Linked DNA regions of Triticum aestivum: region 1 is linked to region 2. The links are chromatin contacts, called in public Hi-C maps. All regions are on one chromosome and are shown on one strand. The core of a region is the stretch at or near the end of the contact, and the rest is flanking DNA. Distances in the headings are between cores, read along the strand shown.

Region 1 (4,976 bases), core at 2,089-4,588, 210 kb after region 2:
GATCTGCCATTAAACACTTGATTATTTTTCATATGCCATTGATGTTCAGAAGCTAGGCACTCCATGCGTCCATGCCAAATGCATTTTCATATTTTTGTTTTGTTGATGACTAGCAAGAGCCAGAGAACAAATATAGTGCAGATTGCAACTTGTTGCAGTGCTGTTTTTGCACGACACTGATCGTAAGTTGCAGTGAGTTTTGCAAGCATCTTCAGTGAGGAAGCCAGATGGTGATATGATCGTGCAAGCAGCAGCAATAGCCAATAAGTAGCAATACAACAGTTACAGAGGACAATACAAGACATTATATACATGCATACAACATTATCAGTTGGGGATTCTGCTGGTTCATCTGCTCCCCTGCTCCTTGTTATTTGTCCCAGGACTCATGCGCTTGGGATGCTGCTGCTATCTTGGTGACTGGTGAGTGTATGCTGCCTTTTTCGGTTTTAGTCCGCGCCCCTTCATTTTCTTGCGCATTACATTGCATGTTTTATTCTTCTGATGAAATGCATTTGCGCAAATTACGCGCAAAGTCATTGATATGAAACTGTATATCAGATGATCAAATATTTGTTTTTGCCAATTTACCTCTTGTTCATCTCAGAGGCTTGTGGATCAGCTCCTTGTCTTGTGATGGAAACACAAAAGGCATTATGCATGAGATGACTATAACTCCATCATCAGTTCCGAAGGACTCTGTGGAGCTGACCTCCCAGCGCCGTCAGTGTGAGGGGTTTCTGGATCAGGCCGTTTATCCCTGAGTGGCGGCACATCTCACGGATGTTATCGTCGACGGTCACGGCGAGAGCAGCAACTATGAGGAGCCAGCGCCTGTTCTTGAGCCCCCTGATCTGGAGTGCCACCTCAAATGCATCCATGTCAAGGTCCAGGAGGAGGAGCTGGAATGAGGAGCCGGCGCTCCCCAGCAAGGCCAGGCAATGGGTGCCTGATGACACCGATATGACCTGGCAGCCGAGCTCCTCGAGGAGCTTCTGGGTCACTGCCCGGCTCATGTCGTCGCCGTCTGCGAGCAGGATCCTCAGGCCATTGAAGTGGGGGATGGATGACGACGTTCTTCGGCACACGTGTGATTGCTGCAGCTGGAAGTGCAGGATGAGGGTGATGCTTTCGCCATCCGATGCCGACCACATGGTACCATTCATCATCTGAAGAAATGAGGCGATGGATTAACAACCGGGAGCTGCAAAATTTTCTTTTGGTATACCAAGCGACTAAGTGAGTACCAACCTGCACAATCTTCTTGCACATGTTGATCTGAGAGCTGGCCGGACTGCTGGGTGGCTGGCTGCATCCAGTTGATCTTTCCATGGCGACCTGAAACTCAACACATATGCTACAACCTGCAGACAGATTTGGCCACACCGGGATGCAATTCTTTTGGTCCGCGTTGCAGCTTTTGATGGAGAATGAGAGACGCCCTGCTCCATCGCGCCGCTGACCGAGCACATCACCCGCCATTTGCAGCAGGAGATGGAAGACCCTCGTCTCGTCGCCGACAACCCACTCAGGCAAGCCGTTCTCCAGCTGGTACGAGAAACCAGCCCCGCCGCAGCTGGCCAGGCACCCCGCGACGCTCATGGCCTCCCTCATCAGGGAGTGCAGGTCGAACGGCATGCGGTTCACCGTCAACGTCTCCGTGTCGACGTCGTTCATCAGCGCCAGCGACAGGGTGCTCGTCCTGGCAATGGCGTCGGCCACGAGCCTCTGTTCGGGGCGCATGTCCTTCGCCTGACGCACCATGGAGAGCAGGCCGATGATCGAGTACATCGGCCTTCGCATGCCTTCGCACATGGCGCTCTGGATGCTGTTGATGCCCTCGGTCGCCATCATCGCGTCCTGCTTGGCGTGCAGCAAGGCCCTGTTCTGCTCGGCAAGCCTGTTGCTCATGGCCTGCCACTCCTCTAGGACCGCCGCGTGAGAGAGCGCCACGGCGACCTGGTCGGCGATAACCTGCACAACCTCCATGTCATGGCCGCTCCACTCTCTGTAACCGGAGCCTGATGCCTTGCTGCGAAGAGCCAACACCAATATGGCGTATGAGCTCGCCACCGGTGTCTTTCCTCCGTCGAAGTTGGAGACCTTGAGCATGGGGATCCGTATGGCAGCCACGGCACCCGGCGGCTGGAGCTCGCCGCTGCTCGCCGTCGCGAGCTCCGAGCCTGGCCTGAGCACCTTGGCAGCCTCGCTTGCCATTACGTCGACCACGTCCGGGTCGTCCGGGGAGATGGGGGCCTGCGAGCCGAGCACGACGCGGACGGGGCCCTTGCCCCTGAGGCTGAGCTGGTGCACCAGGTGGAGGTCGGCGCCGGCGTCCTGGCCGGGCATCCAGACGGCGCAGCTGTGGAGCTCGAGGGCGTCGGCGAGGTGGAGCATGGTGGTGTGGAGGACGGAGTGCGCGTCGAGCGGGGAGCTGCGGATGCGGTGGGTGAGCATGCGGACGACGCGGGAGGTGGCCTCGACGCGGCGGCGGATGAGGCCGAGGTCGCGGTCGAGCTGGCGGGCCTTGGCGCGGAGGAAGGCCTCCCGGAGCTTGGCCCGGATGAGGCGCGGGATGAGCGCGACGAGGGAGACGGCGGTGGCGAAGGAGACGAGCGCGGCGAGGAGCTTGGCGGCGGTGGAGGCGAGGAGGAGGCCCGAGGAGTGCGGGTGGGCGAGGGAGAAGACGGCGAGCAGGTGGGTGGCGCCGCCGAGCACGGCGAAGGCGGCCAGCTGCAGCAGCAGCCACTTGAGCGGCGCCGGGCCGGCGCAGGAGGCGAAGTAGAGCAGCTCCAGCGGGATGGAGAGGTAGGAGGCGGCGATGAGGAAGTCGCTCACCCGCTGGCACTGCAGCATCGCCTGCACCGCGCCGTCGTCCCCGCCGTCGCACGCCCCGCCGCAGTAGTACCGCTGCACCGCCCCCGCCCCCGCCGACGCGAAGTGCCGCGCCATTGCCTCGGTCGGTTCCCTGGTCGAGCTAGGCGGTCTGAGCGGTCAGGCTAATGCATGCAGTAGTAGTATATGCATGCGTGCAATGATTTGGTCGGGGAAGATGCCGACGTGGAGAGAGAGATGCGGAGGTGGCGGTTGATTCCGGTGCGGTGGCGAGCCGGGGAGAGGACAGGTGTGTACCGAACGCTGACATGCCCCATGCAGCGGCCGACACCACCACCCTGACTGGCTGACAGCCCAACCCCAGCCCAGGCCTTGCAACAGAGGCATGGCTTCCTCTGAGAGAGAAAACCAGAGGCATGGCGATGGCGGCACGGAGACAAACTTTCGAAAAAAAAGGAGGAAGAACTCGGCAAATGAATCTTCTCATTTCTTCGTAGCCACGCACTCTCCCAGCCAGCCCAACTTTCCAAGTTCCCAGGAAGGTGATCCATTTTGACCCATTTTCTGCGGAGCTGCGTGTTAATTAACCGGACAAAAAAGCATTCAGTTTCACTGCGAAAAACTTGCTCAGAAATCCTTATTCGCTCCACCAGATTATTCATTTATTCATGTTGTTACACACAGGTACGCGAAATGTTCTGCAGATGAAGAAAAGCATGTTCATAGATATATATCACAAAAGAGCGGCACGATTAGGAGGTATGTCACTGAAAGAATGTGTTGTTGGCTTCTCATGGGCCTATAAAAGGCTAGGCTAGGCTAGAGAGAGCTCTCCCGCGGGGATTTTCCTCTTCACCAATTTCTCCCATGATTCGTTGGTTTCTTCTATCACCTTCAGGGCATATTCCTGGTTGCGGCAAATAAGGATATAGATAGATACCATCAGATATTGTATAAATATCTTCTGCGTTTCAGGAGGGTAAACCAAGAAGCTGAGCTAAAATCAGCCTCTTACCTTGCTTGTGGGCTTGTTGCCGAGGCCGAATCTGTTGGCGGGCTTTCCGTCTGGTATCTTGTAGTCTCTGAACCAGTCTCTGATTGCAGTCAGTGTTCCCTGAGTAGGTGCCGCAAAATGTTGGTAAGAACGCATGACAGATGGGGGATATAATTAGTTGCCATTAGGTTTCAGTCAATGCCAACTGTCGAACTGATCTGAACTTGGAAAAGCTATGATAACTTGCACATTTTTATAACATAAAAATCTAACAACCACAGGCAGGATAAAGCCTCATGTAAATGCACTTGTGGTTGTTACAGAAAAGCATGTGGTGGATTACTAGAGTTCAACAATTATACCAGGAGTAATGTGTTTTCTTTTCAATGCCATGAACGCAATCTAAATATTTTTGACACTGATATCTGGATTATATTAATTAGGGCAAATGAGTAGAAAGAAAACATCCAGAGGTAGGTACAACTGAGTTGCTCCCAAGCTACTTAGCCGAGGTCAATATTCGAAACAGAAAAGGGCACTCATATGATATATGTGCATGTCCTACTTTCCTTAAGGATATATAGGCACCAGATACCAAAGGAGAACAAGGACAAACACTAAAACGTAAGGACAAGGACATCAATCATACCGGAAAATGCTCCTCGACATCGTCTACATCATTCACAAGAGATGCTTTGGGATCATCCAGAGAGATGGCCACAATTTTCCAGTCGAGCTCTCCCTCGTCAATCATTGCTAAAGCTGCCAACGGTTTCACCCTAAGAACATCCCCAATATTGGCCCGTCTTTCACCAATCTCGACAACATCAACTGAGAAAGAAGTTCAAGGGAAAGATTTATTAGAGTGGATAGAGCTGATATGAAAACCATGCTCATCAAAAATAGTAAAACAGAGAAGTTAACTACCAGGATCATTGTCTCCAAGTGCTCCTTCAACATCAGCATTTGCAGCTGTCGGGTCCTCCCATGTCTGGGGAAGTAACCCGTAGTTCCAGTTGATGTTGTACCTGACATAATATATGATATCAGGAATAGGAATGCACAAATATATCAACGGGGGCAATAGCAGTGTAAACTCAATGTCTCAATTGCCTTGCTAAGAAGCAGGGAAATTTCTCACTTGGAA
Region 2 (5,419 bases), core at 1,586-4,085:
TTGACATATCCAACTGAAGAATGCTTTGAGCAAAACGCTCTCAGCTCAACCTGCAGAACAAACAAACATGAAAAATGAACTGCAACAATCTACATAAGGTTGTGGCAACAGCCAGAAGATAATGATCTCACATTAGGAAGTCCAGATTTTCCCCATATCTCCATTTGGTGCTTGGACTCTCGTGCACATATAGGATGAAAGGCTGTCCGGCAGGCCCCTGAAACCACATGGAGCTTAGCATTAACAACATGCAAAAGTTGGTAAAACTCTGCATGACTGGATAGTAACCATAAACTAATAATTCTTTAGCATGGCTATATATATCATAGATGGTACTAATTATAATTGGCAGAAAAGTTGAGGGAAATAACAAAGATAACTCAAACAGAACATGTTTCTTTTCATATAATGTATCACATATGAACAGCTTTTAGGGCACATATTTAGGACATAATTCAATGCTTACTCTATTTTAAGCAGACACTTCATATATCAAAAAGAGTTCAGGGTATTGCGATATCTAAGAGAATGTTCCAGCCATGAGAAAATAACACAGAAAACAATGTTGGTTAATTAGGCAAACAAGTCAATCAACACAAGACAATAACAGTATCACAATGAAATAAGTGTCAATCACATAGCCAAGGAATCAATCAACATAAAACAAGATTCCTTCATGTGGCCACAAGAAAATAACAGAGAACATCTTCGTTTACTTAGACAAGCAAGTAAATTAACACAAGACAATACCAAAGTATCACAGGACACTACTTTAGTCAAGGAAAACCTTACTAAGAGGCTGCATCCACTCGAGCACTACAAGCCAAGTGCTGAAAGTGATGCTGGCTTTTTGGAAAGTAGCACCCGGTGAACACGATATTTCACGGGAAAAACAGCAGTCACGCATAATGCACCATTTTAGATGATGAAGGTGGCACCCTGGCCTAATGGTCTTATTATAAAAGACTACTACAGAAGTTTGTCACTCCACATAGGAGAAAGGATAGCAATACACTGAAGAGATACAAGCCGAATCAAATATCACGAGGCCTATTGCTAGATCACTATTTTAGAAAGCATTCTAATGCCCCAGCCTGGTACAGCAGAATACGGATCATTATGCTTGACTGCAAACAGCATCCTACACCTAATTTTAACAATTAATGATACAACACAAGGCTGCAGTTCTCAAGCAATATTCTGCAAAACATATGGTCTCATAACCTTACGAATTATATTTAGTCAATCAAACTCAAAATGTGATAATGGAAACAAAGAGTAAAAGTACATACCATGGCTGCATCGAATGCATGCACCATGCTTAACCTTGCAAATGTTACACACCAGTTTCCTCTGATTCTCTTGCACCCATCCAACATTTGTAATAGGCTCCATTGAGTCCATGTCCTCCACAAGAGCCTCTGGCCTCCAAAGAGTACAAAATAAGTGTGCGAATTTTAGGTTGCCTCCATCTGCAGTTCGACTAGGCTCCCCTATTACAGGTTTTAGGGCCCCTTTCTCCTTTGGGCATAGCAAACACGGCATTGAAAGGGTGATGCCTGCATCTTTCTTCAATGAGCACCCTGTCGACTCCACATACTTGCACCAAGTGCACAACCACTGGCCATCTGGCACAACATGCAAACCATAGCACCACTGGTGCACGGAAACCTTGCAGTTGTTACAGCAAAGCATCCTATTTGACGCCATGTCAGTCTCTCCCAAACAGCAAACATCGCACATCGTCCCAGCCTGAGCTCCCAGGCGTGGAAGCAGCACAAGCTGCTCTAACCCAGCATCCACACCTATGAGCTTCCTCTTCTTGTTTGGCCTCTCAGAAGTGAGCACAACTCGCTGCCTTGCTCCTAGCAGCCAATTCATCGATGTGCCTGCCTCATCTGCGCATGTTGGTGACGCGGTGCCGCCGCTGCTACTACCTTGCTCCACTTCCATTGGCCACTCCCGCTTCACAACAGCCTCATGTAAGCGCTGCTCGAGGCTCTGGTCACCACGCTCTCTGGTAGTAACCAGCTGCTGCACGACCACATCATGTATGCCCTGCTCCACACTCATGCTACTGACAAAATCGATGGTCTGCCCACTTCGCTCCTTGGTACTGACGACCTCCTCGCCGCCCACGCCCAGGTAGGAGCTCGTCTCAGCCACAGCGACATCAAACGTCTCGCCTTGGTCCAGCAAGTCCTGGGTGGTGCCCAGAAATGGGATGGCGAGGCACGGGTCGAGCTCCCCGTGGGCGAAGGGGAGCTTGGGCGCCAACATTTCGACGTCGCCCATGCTGACCGGCCTGAAATACGCCTCGAAGTGGTCCCACGCGCCCTTCTTCCCGGAGGAGAGCGCCGCCGCGTTGAGCTGCGGCGGGCGCTCCTCGGCGGCCGCGTCCGGGAGCTCGAGCTTCTTGTGCTTCTTGCGCCTGTCGCTGGGCCCCGACCAGCTGACGAGGCGCGCGGGGAGGGTGGGCGCCCTGGACGCCGTCTCCTCGCCCTCGAACGGGGTCCGCAGGGACAGCGCCTTCCTGGCCTGCTCGAAGGGGTCGACGCCGCCGAGGGCCGGGCCCGCCGGCGAGCCCTCGGCGCCGGCCATGCCCCGGGCGCTCATGCGGGGGAGGGGCGCATCGCCGGGGGAGGCGCCCGCGTCGGGGGGAGGAGGCCTCCGGCGAGGCGGGACGGCGGGGAGGGCCGGGGCGGGGCTAGGGTTAGGGTTTCGTTCCGAGCGAGCGACCGACCGGGGAGAGCTCTGCTCAGTTTCCCGACCGCGCCTTCGATTTCTCTCTCCGGCCCGGTTTTCTCGGTACGGGGTTCGGATCCGATGGGAGGGAGGGAGGGAGAAGAGGGGGGAGCGGGGCGGGGCGGGGTGGGGTGGTGGGGGCTAGCTGGCTAGGGGCGCGTACCGCGTAGTAGGCGTGCGTGGCCGCGCCGGGACACGGGGTCCGTTGTGCATAGACCCAAATCGCGGGCTGGATACACGTCGCAAACGGCAACTTTACAGCCCCCGGGCTGGCGTACGCGCGGTGTTTCGTTCGGGTGAAGCGAGGCCGGGAGTGCAGACGGAACGGAAAACGGGGGAGCGTGTCCCGTCCTACTGTCAACCGCATTTGGAGGCTTCCATCTCTGGCGATTCGACGGTGCAGGATGGACGCAGCACGAGATAGGCACCACTATTATTTTGCGGGTGATACACACCCTGGAATGTGATCTGATTTTTTTAGCAGATAATTGCAGTGGGGTATAAGTATTTATCAATATACTATCTAACCGGCGAACGTTCGCTGGGATGGAGCTCACAGCGAACGACTGTAAAGCCGTTGGATTGTGATCAGACGCATGTCATTCTTTCAAAAATTGCACTGCATCGCTGGCATTTTTTTCTAAATGGCAAGTTCCCCTTTCATACATGGCAAATGCATGGCAATTTTAGTTGTATTTGCATGGCAACTGGGGCGTTCGCTGGCAATTTCTCCCGAGCGAGCGTTCGCCAGATAAATGGGTCCATATTTATTAGGATTATATATTTGGTACGCATTTTTAGACTTTCGAAGAAAATGCAAGGATTGTATTTGGTAAGCATTTATTGACTTGCCAAAGAAAATATTAGCATTATACTCCCTCCGTCCAGAAATACTTGTCGCAGAAATGAATAAAAGTGGATGCATCTAAAACTAAAATACGACTAGATACATCCATTCCTTCGACAAGTATTTCCGGACGGAGGGAGTATTTGGTAAGCATTTATTGACTTCCAAAGAAACATTAGAATTATATTTGGTAAGTATTTATTGACTTGCCAAAGAAAAATATTACGATTATATTTGGTAAGCATTTATTGACTTGCCAAAGAAAACATTAAAATTATATTTGGTAAGTATTTATTGACTTGCCAAAGAAAAATATTACGATTATATGTGGTAAGCATTTATTGACTTGCTGAAGAAAAAACATTAGTATTATATTTGGTAAAGCATTTATTGACTTCTAAAGAAAACAATACTCTCTTCGTTCCTGCATATGGATGTATATAAACATATTTTAGGGTGTAGATTCATTCATTTTGCTCCATTGTAGTACATAGTGAAATCTCTAAAGAAAACTTATATTTAGGAATGGAGGGAGTATAATTATTTATTTACCAAAAAATGTGGGATAGTTGAGACAGTTTGAAAGAAAAAAACGGTGGAGAAGAACTGTCGATGGGAGGGGGGAATCAAAATGAAAAGGGGAATGAGAGAGCGTATATGCGGGAGGTTGGACAAAGGACGAGCAGACAACAGAACGTTACACATATTTTATCTTTCTATCTACTTAAAGTATGCGAAGAGATTATATTTGGTAAGAACTTTTACCTAATAAATAAATAAATTGGTAAGTCAATAAAATATGGGGCAGTTGAAACTGTTTTCCAAAAAAACAAGGATGGTATAGGGAAAAAGATCAGAATGGTGAGAGGGTAGGGGTGTGGTAGGGGAGGTTGGGCAAAGGACGAGCGATCGAAATGTTAGGAGAGTTTATTAAGCAACATATGTCGTGTCATGGATCACCACACCATGAATTGGCTTGTCTAAATATGTCAAATCATAATGATTTTTACGACCAAAAAATTAAACGAGAAAAGGTAAGAACAGTAGCACAGAATGCAGTGCCATTGTATCGAAATTGTAGTTGTAAAGGATTATCAAGAAATATAGCATCAAAAGTTTTCACAGCCTGCAAGCTCTCCTTCGTAGCAAACCACCAACCGCTGGCGCCAATAGCCCTGTTGCTAGCGGCAAAGCAACCATCGGAGCAAACTTGGTGACGGTGTTCCGGGCGAGAGGACTCTCACCACGTCAGTTCTCGGCCTCGTGGGCCGGGCTGATGACCCCTGGGTCGGCTCCGTCCTAGGCCATATTGGGCGGCCCATGGCGGGTTATACAGAGACTCTGGAAGACTTGGCGTGCAATCTAAAGATATCGAAGTTGTGGAGGACTCTACCTCCACCGGCGTAGCCGACTAGTATCTTTAACCCTGGGACTCTCAGTGTGCTATATAAGCCATGGGTTGGGCATAGGACAACTTACAATCCCTTGGTACTTTATCTGAGCTTTGTATACCCACCAACGCAATATACACGAGCATGAGTAGTGTATTATCTCCACCGTGAGAGCTCGAACCTGGATAAAATTCTTGCTTTTGCTACCATCACACCCAATCACCTAGCTAGTATACCCAATGACACGTCTCCAACGTATATATAATTTTTAATGGTTTCATGATATTATATTATCACTTTCATATAGTTTATATGTCATTTTATATCATTTCTATGGACTAACTTATTAATTTTGTGCCCAGTGTCAGTTAATGTTTTTTGCACATTTTCGATTTCGCGGGAAAAACATACCAAACAAAGTCCAAACACGCTGAAA

The links. Hi-C and Micro-C count contacts between places; a contact is called where the count stands out from the background.
Region 1: a Hi-C map of leaf shows a contact between it and region 2, with 4 times the contacts expected there. The contact joins the promoter of LOC123138421 here to the promoter of LOC123138420 in region 2. A contact is called at or near these places in 2 of 5 Hi-C or Micro-C datasets (both in leaf).

The regions. Positions count from the first base shown.
Region 1 is chr6B:640,360,664-640,365,639 of IWGSC CS RefSeq v2.1, forward strand. LOC123138421 (ethylene receptor 4) reads right to left here and starts at 3,339. Exons shown (of 2, transcript XM_044558399.1): 1 at 1,252-3,339; 2 at 342-1,169. The coding sequence starts at 2,952. The coding sequence ends at 684. LOC123138423 (soluble inorganic pyrophosphatase 6, chloroplastic) reads right to left here. Exons shown (of 5, transcript XM_044558401.1): 2 at 4,757-4,857; 3 at 4,479-4,660; 4 at 3,851-3,949; 5 at 3,443-3,742. The coding sequence ends at 3,650.
Region 2 is chr6B:640,147,293-640,152,711 of IWGSC CS RefSeq v2.1, forward strand. LOC123138420 reads right to left here and starts at 2,836. Exons shown (of 19, transcript XM_044558398.1): 1 at 1,293-2,836; 2 at 132-217; 3 at 1-50. The coding sequence starts at 2,616.